Regions from separate parts of the Mus musculus genome. Here region 1 is linked to region 2. The links are chromatin contacts, called in public Hi-C maps. All regions are on one chromosome and are shown on one strand. The core of a region is the stretch at or near the end of the contact, and the rest is flanking DNA. Distances in the headings are between cores, read along the strand shown. Region 1 holds the start of Ube2v2 (ubiquitin-conjugating enzyme E2 variant 2). Region 2 holds the start of Efcab1 (EF-hand calcium binding domain 1).

What was found. A called contact is a pair of places that touch in the nucleus more often than the background predicts.
Region 1: a contact with region 2 is called in a Hi-C map of muscle stem cells, with 2.4 times the contacts expected there. The contact joins the promoter of Ube2v2 here to the promoter of Efcab1 in region 2. A contact is called at or near these places in 5 of 39 promoter capture datasets (the 3T3-L1 cell line, the SN4741 cell line, cranial neural crest and 1 more), 1 of 484 Hi-C or Micro-C datasets (muscle stem cells) and 1 of 115 datasets of contacts at active chromatin or transcription factors (embryonic limb bud).

Annotation. Positions count from the first base shown.
Region 1 is chr16:15,591,985-15,596,451 of GRCm38.p6, forward strand. It overlaps Ube2v2 (ubiquitin-conjugating enzyme E2 variant 2), which reads right to left and starts at 2,534. Exons shown (of 4, transcript NM_023585.4): 1 at 2,476-2,534. The coding sequence starts at 2,491.
Region 2 is chr16:14,903,493-14,908,456 of GRCm38.p6, forward strand. It overlaps Efcab1 (EF-hand calcium binding domain 1), which reads left to right and starts at 3,154. Exons shown (of 6, transcript NM_025769.3): 1 at 3,154-3,320. The coding sequence starts at 3,263. All of the region lies in intron 2 of Gm33696 (a long non-coding RNA gene), which reads right to left.

The DNA of each region.
Region 1 (4,467 bases), core at 1,284-3,783, 690 kb after region 2:
GGGAAAAATAAAATCTGGGTTTTTTTTTTTTTTCTCTAAGCCTCTCTCATGTATCTGCATTCAAAGAACCTACAGACCCATCAAAATAATCTAAGTGAATTTTTTTCAATGTCATGTAACAATGTAATGCAGTACCTAAAAAGAGCTCTTAATACCAAAAGGAGACCTAAAGTAAAAACTGAAAATATAAAAATAGTAAACATGTTGACATATTAGGTCATTAACTTTGACAAATGTGTCACACTAAGCTATCAAAGGAAGAGAACTGATTGCACACCATCTTCTCCATTTTTCTGTAAACCTAAAACTATGACAAACAAAAGAATGTTCAGTTTTTGTTTACTTTTGAGACAGGATCTTACTACCTAGCCTAGGCTAACCTTATGTAGCCCAGGCTCATCAGGAACTCACGATCCTTCCTCATAGCTGGGATTATAGGAATGCACTACCACAAAACACACAGAACTTCCTTTTTTACACAGTAAATTGCAGTAAATGAATCAAATGAAATCTTTACTCACAGATACTAAATATTAATAAACATCTTTTGCCTTGAGTAATGCTTAAGCTAAATTCTATGAAAGCCTCTTGACTTGGGGAAAGGAAGGAGGAAACTTCAGACACTTCCATCTGAGAAGGAACCAAGAATGTAAAGAAAAATTTATCTAAGAAGGAATGTATGAGAGTCAGTGTCGAGACTAAAACAGAAAAAAACTCATCCTTTGAGGAATACTCCAAATTAAGTTAGTCATGATGGAGAGAATGCTGGATTATACTCTTGCTTCTGTTCCTGTAAAGTTATGTGTAACTTTTTACTTCTTTGGTTTCTCAATTTTCTAAGAAGGAATTCTCAATCTAATTTGAATTATTATCCTCCAAACTTTTTCCAGTTAGAGTTCAAGGTCAGCCTGGCTACATGGGACACTGACTCAAAAATAAATAAATAAGCTCCATTTTCTAAGATGTATTTTAATTATACCAAAGTTCCCATTTCCTTGGTCTAAAACCAGTGAAAATAACAAACAGGATACAGATATCTAATATGCAATACATGGGCAAATAATCCAACGCTTAGAGTACACATTCAATTGCCAAAAACCAAAGTTTGATAAAAAGTATGGACCACTCATTTTATCTAATTACTGCTCTTTTCAAAATACTTAACATTCTTTCATATGAGTAGTGTTAAATATGTTCCAAAAAACAAATGCTGACTGGAGAGATGGCTCAGCTGCTAAGAACACTGGTTGCTCTCCCAGAGGTCCTGAGTTCAATCCCCAGCAATCACAAGGTGGCTCACAGCCATCTGTAATGGAACCCAATGCCCTCTTCTAGTGTGTCTGAAGACAGCTACAGTGTACTCATATATATATAATAAATATTTTTAAAAAGAACAAATGCAATCACAAATTGACATTTTTCATATTACAATACACCATTTTATTAGTTTAATTTTAAGGTAGTGAGCACAACTCTTTAAAAAACATGGCACTAATAAGCACATATATTTCAAATAAGAAGTAAAGAGATTAAGGGTTATAACATTAAAAGATCACTTTTAAAATGAGCTTTGGTCTTGGACAGCTCTGATCTGACCACTGATGTATTTTCCAGAGGTAGAACTGCTAAAGATTTTATTGTCTATGGCACTCATACACATAAAGGTAAGATTTAAACAATATGAAAAATGTATATGAAGGCATTACCTTGAAATGTTAACAATCACAACATGCACTCAACCTCTTCCATTTCTACAACCTAGATTCAATAAGAACTAGAAAAAAAAATAAATCTTATGAATCATCATTTTTAAATGCTAAAACTCAACACTTTTAAACTGTTTTAATTTTTTTTGTCACCAAATTTCTAAACCCTGTTGGCATTTAAATTTCAAGTTTCTGCTCAAAGGCAACCGAACATTGTAGACAAGAGTAGAACACCTATCTAAGGTACCAACTGTCCTGCAATTAGCTTTCGTCTGGCTCAGTGTACTGTAGTTTTTCACTTAATTGAAAAAAAAAAAGAAGAAGAAGAAGAAGAAGAACACGCATTCGGCCACCTAAGTAAAATCGTCGCCCTCTTATTCCAGACAGCAGCCACCCTCCGGTTAGTCCTATCCTCCCGCACGTGTCTGTCTGGTGGACTCCCAGCCTAGATCCCCGGCTCCATCCAGGATGCCTCTCCGCCGTAGCCCCGTTGATGGGCAATGCCACCGCCACCGCGGGCCGCTCCAGCGCACTCCACCCTCGGCTCCGCTGCGGCGCCCAGATCTGCCGGTCCTCCCGCAGGGCCGCCGCGGGCGGTGGGCGCGCAGGCTCCCCGTCACCGCGAGCTCTGACACGCGCGTCCCGACCTCCCTACCGCCCGCCCCACCCCCTGCCCCTCGCGGGGCCCTCCGCACTGCGCACCCGCAGTCCCGCGCGGCCCGCCGGACAGAAAGCAGCGGGAGCGCGGCAGACCCGGCTAGGAACCGACCTGTGGAGACCGCCATCTTCTCCTGCTACCAGACGCACCACCGCACGCAGGGCGTCAACGTCACTTCCGGCAGCGCGTTGCTCTCCGTCATAGAGGGACCGATAGTGGGGATAGTGGGGACTGTATCAGGTTCCTGTTCCTGGCAAGCTTTGCCCCTGATGGTCTCTGGAACTGTTGGTTCATCGGTTGTCCTAATCAAAACACACACATAAAACTGGGTTGGGAGACTAAGGCAGCATGAGCTTAAAAAGTCTTTAAAAGATCTGAGATCTCCAATAGTGTCAGTGTGTCCAAGGGAAATTTTCCCTATGACTCCTCTTATTAAATATTGAAATAATGTCTAAACAAACGCTAACAGTTACATCACGAGCCGGGCGTGGTGGCGCACGCCTTTAATCCCAGCACTCGGGAGGCAGAGGCAGGCGGATTTCTGAGTTCGAGGCCAGCCTGGTCTACAAAGTGAGTTCCAGGACAGCCAGAGCTATAAAGAGAAACCCTGTCTCGAAAAACAAAGTTACATCACACCAAACCTGTTATTAATAATCAAGGTAAAACATGGGAATTCACAATTGTGTTGGGGAAAAAAAAAAAAAACTATTCCAAAAGGTTGGGCTGTGTTAGTGCAGGCTACGTTTAGGCTGTAGTTTTGCTCTGATGACACCAGAACCAAAAGTCCATCAGTAAAGAAAGCCACAGAAGAAACTCAAGCAAAACCGTGAAGCAAAAAGGGATGGAGAAAAGCAGCTTACCACCTTGCTTCTGAGAAGGCTAGGCTGACTCCATGACAGACTTCAAATTGACAGTTAAGGAGACTGGGCCTAAGAACTGGGAAAGTCCAGGCAAGCCCAGGCAAGTCAATTACTAATAGAAAAAAACCCAGGCTCCAGCCTTCATGCCCGATAATGGTTCTAGGATGCCTAGAGATAGAGTAAGATAAAACTCATCTTCCCCAGAATTCCAATGTGCTTTAAAGCAAGCATGCACACTCACTTAGTTGTCTCTCTGTTTTGGCAATGGGAGACTCCAACACGCTGGACTTCTGCAAAATAAAGCACTCTCTGAGTATACATACTATTTGAGTCCCAGGTGTCATTCTTCGGTGAATCATGGACCTTTACATTTCTATCTTACGTTCACCTACCTTATTTGGAGGAGTAAGCCCATGTACCTAAAGATGGTATACCCATACCCAACTGGATTCTCCTACAACAATTAGTGACTAAGAAAGTTCCCCCAGGTTTTTCTTTTCAGACATGCCCACAGGTTATTCTGACTAAGGCAAGTCTTAAATTGAGATTTCCTCTTTCCATTTGTGTCAAGTTCACAACAAAGATTATCTAATACAAGTCCATTCCAAGTGCATCATTGTTAATATTCCTTTCTTGTTTGTGCCCAAGATGTCATAAATACTAAAATATTAAATACAGTACAACTTTAGAATTCCCAGTCTTTAAAAATTCCAACCCTCTAAGTCTCTTTAAAATATCCAAAGTCAGGTTCAATAAATACCACACACAAGCAAATATTATAGGCTACTCACAATGCTATTGGTTATCCTTGACAACCTAACTGTAAGACTATATTGCTGAAGACATCACATACTTATGCAACTGAACATGAAAAAAATTCAGTTGGGGGCTGGTGAGATGGCTCAGTGGGTAAGAGCACCCGACTGCTCTTCCGAAGGTCCAGAGTTCAAATCCCAGCAACCACATGGTGGCTCACAACCATCCCTAACGAGATCTGACTCCCTCTTCTGGAGTGTCTGAAGACAGATACAGTGTACTTACATATAATCAATAAATAAATCTTAAAAAAAAATCAGTTGGGATACAACTAGATGTTTCACATCTATTAACTAGCATTTATATATTTGATGCTTAGTCACAAGGGAGTAGAACTATTTGAAAGGATTAGAGGAAATAGGAAGTGCGGCCTTGTTGGAGACAGTGTGTCACTGGGAAGGGGCTTTGAGGTTTTAAAAGCCCATGC
Region 2 (4,964 bases), core at 1,904-4,403:
GAGCAACACAGAGAAGGGTGGAATTTCATCCACAGGGGGACATCTGGCTTGGGTTTTACCAGGCTGTGCAAACATGAAGTATGCCTGAGCACCTTCAGACAACACCTATCAACCCTACCGACAGTCACATGACCCCATGCACAATGGAAGAACTTTTGAGGAGATGACAGCATAGAATGAGAGGCTTGGCCAGAGTGTAGGGACCATGCTGTCTCTCAGAGAGAAGAGCCAGTAATCCCCGTGCTGCATACTCATGAACATAGGCCAAGACCACAGTGAACATGCCACACCTTCGTCTTCTATGAATTTATCAGGGTTGGACAGATAATGTTCTCTACATAGCAAAACAGAACATTGGCCATATTGTGTCATCTTCTGTACTAAAAGCATACACTTAAGAATAAAAAAAAAACAGTATGACAGTGAAGAACTGGATTCACAGTTGAGCTGGTGCACACTTTCAGTTCATAGTGAGAAACTGGAGTCATAGCGGAGCTGTGGTTGCTCTGTGGTCATGAATCTAGCAACACAATGAGATTCTCACCCAATCATGAACTTGGCGCTACTGACAGAGCACTCACAATTTTCTGTGTCATTTCCCCTTCCCAAATGAGAGCAGCTGTCATCTCAATATCAATTACAGAATTCTATTCCTGCTACTTTTTGGATAGAAGAACTCAGGACATCCAGGTTTAGTAGTACTCTTGCTTTCTAACAGAATGTTTGACTACTCAAACCTCTCCCTGTTCTCCCAAAAGAAACATGTCCTTTTCCAAACCTGTTCTGGTTTGAACCTGAAATGCCCCCTCTGGCTTGTGATTTGAACACTCAGTTCTCAACTGTTTTGAAGGCTGGAGAGTAGCAACCCAAAGTTCCCACTGCTGCATCAGCCACAAGGGCTCCACCATGTCAGATGAAACCCTCTGAACAGTCTCGACAAAGAAACAGGAAAAAGAAAGAATGCAGTCTGAGCAAACCATGAGGAATTAGCCAGTAAGCAATACCCATCCATGACTTCTGCACAAGCTCCTGCCTCCAGGTTCCTGCCCTGCTTGAGTTCCTGTCCTGACTTTCTTCAATGATAGACTACAAATGTACCCTTTCCTCCCCTTTCCCCAAAGAAATAGAAAGGACTGAGTGAATAACTGTGAGGTGACAAACACCGTAACTAAAATGTAACAATTAGTGGAAGGAATCCATTCAGAAGAAGCTCAATGGAATTGTCAGCAACAGCTGTGGACGTTCTGGATATAATCAGGCAACAAATGATCCCTGACTTAAATCTCCTACCTCTGCAATAGCCAACTCAAAATTCATCATGAATTTAATTTATGGACTTAAAATGCAAAACCATATAGATTTAAAAAAAAATCCAATCTTGCCCAAGATGTGAGTGAATATTTGAGCAGACAGAATACATGGAAGATGCCATAACGGTGAAGACAGCCCTACTTGATCAGCTAAGGATGCAAGTTAAAACTCATGATGTCAACACATACCCATTAGAATGGTTGTGTTTGCTTTAAAAGCTGAACAAACAAAAACAGTGAGGGCACCAAGTACAGACAGCGATGAGGAGACACTAGGCTGTGGCCTCACAATGTTCAGACTCTCTGGAAAGCAATCTCACAATTTCTAAATTGCAATCATACAGCTGCCATATGTACTAGCAATCCTAGGTGCTCATTCCAGAGAACTTAACTCTCATTCATATGAGAAATGGTCTATAGTATCTTCCCTGTTAAGAGCTTAAAACTGAAGGCTGAAGGTCTTCAGTGCATGGGTGTATAAACAGAATATGGCACATATAAATCATGGAATACTATTCAGCAATAAAAAGGCAAAATTTCCTGGATGGATTTGCAGAAAATTATACTGATGGAAAGGACTCTCAGTAGGTTATATTCTGTGTGGCTGATGTCTTATTACCATTTCAAAATTATAAAATTAGACAATTATAAATTTGAGTGATTTCAAGAGACTAGGGAAGGGTTTTCAATAGAAGAACTAGGTGTGGCTGCAAACTGACCACTTGAAGGATTCCGCATCATGGAAAAATTCTCCAATTTGTCTCCATGGCAACTTCTGGGCTGTTATGTCAGTCTATGTAGTTTGGAAAGTTGTTACTGTTAGCATTTTATCTAGGCTCCGCCCCATAGTTACCTGGCAACAGCCAGGTGTGCCTGACTCACTATAAAAGGGGCTGCTTGCCCCCTCCTTTCTCTCTCTTGCCTTCTTGCTTCTGCTCTGTCCTCTTGTCCCTTACCCTCTTTCTCCCCATTCCCTTCCCCCTCTCTCTCCATGTGCTCATGGCCAATCTCTACTCCTCTCTTTCTCCTCTTCCTCCTCCTCCTCCTCCCCTCCTCCTCTTCCTTCTCCTCCTCCTTCCTCTCTTCTCTCTCTCTCTCTCTCTCTCTCTCTCTCTCTCTCTCTCTCTCTCTGCCTTTCTCTGCCTCTACAACCCTCGCAACTCCCCTCCTTATGCCCTAAATAAACTCTATTTTATACAAAACAACAAAAAGAGTATGTATCTTTAATTAACGAACTTAAAATATGACATTGGCCTTTTGCAAATTTGACTGAAAACTCCCACTCCAAAGAAGGAGGGGGGAGAGACAGAGAGAGAGACAGAGAGAGACAGAGACACAGAGAGATCTACTTTCTGAGTAACACAGTTCAAACCGTAATTGTTCAGATTCCCTTCTGATAATTGCTTTAATTACACACCTATTTCCCTCCAGCATCCCCACAGATCTTGAAAACCTGAATCGCTCTTGTGCTCATCATACAAAACATCTATCCAGCTTGCACACCTTACTCTTCTGATTATGATGTAGTCTTGAGGGGCTGTGAACAGAAATGATGGTGTGACAAGTGAAAATAGAAATTTCCAACATGGCAAACAATACAGTCTGCAAAGTGTCAGGCTGAAACGCTGCAACTGGGACTAAATGCAGGCACAGTGTCTGTGCTGGGCAGTCAGGACTGGCAGGCTTTACTGAGCTGACCAAGAGGCCCCCTGACAGGAGCCAATCAGTGTCCCACCCAGCCGTTGCCATGGCTGCTCTATGTACAGAGGCCGCTTTCACCTGAGGCGTTGCCATGGCCACACTGTCTGTTAGGGCCGCAAATGCGCAAATGCGCAAATGCGCAGAGCCAAGCTGGCTGCACCAAGCTCCCTCAGCCTGGGGCTCCGGAGCCGGAGCGTCCTGGCACTCTGCTCCAGATGACACTCTAAGATCTAATATTATTAACACCCATCATGAACAGAAAGAAGCTGCAGAAGTTGACGGACACCTTAACTAAAAATTGCAAGCACTGTAAGTAAGAACTGAATGCAAGAGTTCCTATGACTTCTGGGCCAGATCTCTTTCTACCCAGTCTCTACTTCCTGCTTCCACCAGTAATGGCCCCTCCACGCTCCTCCTCAAGAGGATCGGAAAGAGAATCCCTTTGTGGAGTTCCAACTCCTTGGGAGGCATCCATCCTACCCTTTTATAACTGGGACAAGTTCCAAGCTGCCCGAGCTCCCTCATAGACATTCACTAAATTCAAAGATCTCTTTATTTGCTTTTAAGTTAGAGAAGCAATATGGTGTGTATCTGGGAGGCATGTGGCTTCAGCTTTAGACAGGTTGAAAAGGATGCCCCAGAAAAACACCAGAATCAAGAAAGCAGCAGAGCCTTTACTTACTTTCTGGCTCTTTCTAGAGAGGAAAAAACAAAAACAACAAAAGAAAACAAAACGCTCTGAGGTCTAAGCTCTGGAAGTGTGATAAGAGATCCATAAAGAAAACAGTCGTGCATGCATCCTGAACACTTTTAAGAAAGAGACTTGCGGTGGTACAGACACTGTCTTCCGTAGAGGCATTTCATTGAAAAGTATATTGCTCAGCAAATCTAAGACGGTAAAGAATCTGTTCCCAGTTTTAGATGCTCAATTTCCAATTCCCAATCAGGTCCATAGGTAAAGGAGATCTTGCAGGTGACCACACATGAGAGCATTGTACTCAGACAGAAAAACAGCTGTTCTTGAGCTGAGAAGCAGTGTGTGGATCATTGAGATGAGGGCAGTATTGTTTGATGTGTGAATTTAGAAGCTATGTGATGGTCGAAGAGATACTGGTCACAATGAAAATGGAGAGGTCACATCTTCAAACCAGCTCCATTGTGTGAAGGTGTGGATGTGAACTTCTAATGTAGCTCTGGAGGTTTCTGGCCTAGCACCTTTATATCATTTGTATCTGATACAATGTGTGAGAATTGATGTCACGGGGGTAGTGCCCCAACTGAAAACTATGATATACTATTATACTGTGAGCATCTTAAAATTCTCAGAAAATGGCAGTCATTTAAGGTGTTTATAAATTTGATAAGAAATTGTGTTCTTTTGTGGTTTTCCTGAAATGCTTCCATTTCTGGGAGAATATATGCTATTTTGAAAATGAGTAAAAACATTTCCAATGAATACTCACAACATTAATAACTGGCACACACAATGTTTATTTGATTAAGTCTGCTTCATAAGTACACAATTCTTCACTAACAGTGACAACAACTCAAAAATAATGAAGTAAGGGTGTTTTCCCTATTTCCAAGAGCCATACACCGTCTAATACAAAATTCAATGCCAGGCTTGAGAAACCTCCAGTTGAGTTATTGACTAGGGGAATACAAGAGATTCCCAAGACAATATGGGCCTCAGCTGTTCCCTTTGTCTTCCAGAGCTTGAAAGTGAGATCCTATTGCTGAAGATGTCATACACTCAAGAGACAGAATTCCTAGAAATTGAGCTGGAGCTGGCCTGGAAACCTCCCTGAGGCCTAGCTCTTATATCTTAAAGTGTTGTGCAAGCGGCCAAGGGAGAGGAGCAACCAATCAGTGGACCTAGCCAGAGAAAGGCCCATGAGCCAGGAAAATGACTGGACAGGCACACGATCCACAGTGGTGGCACTTTTATCTTTC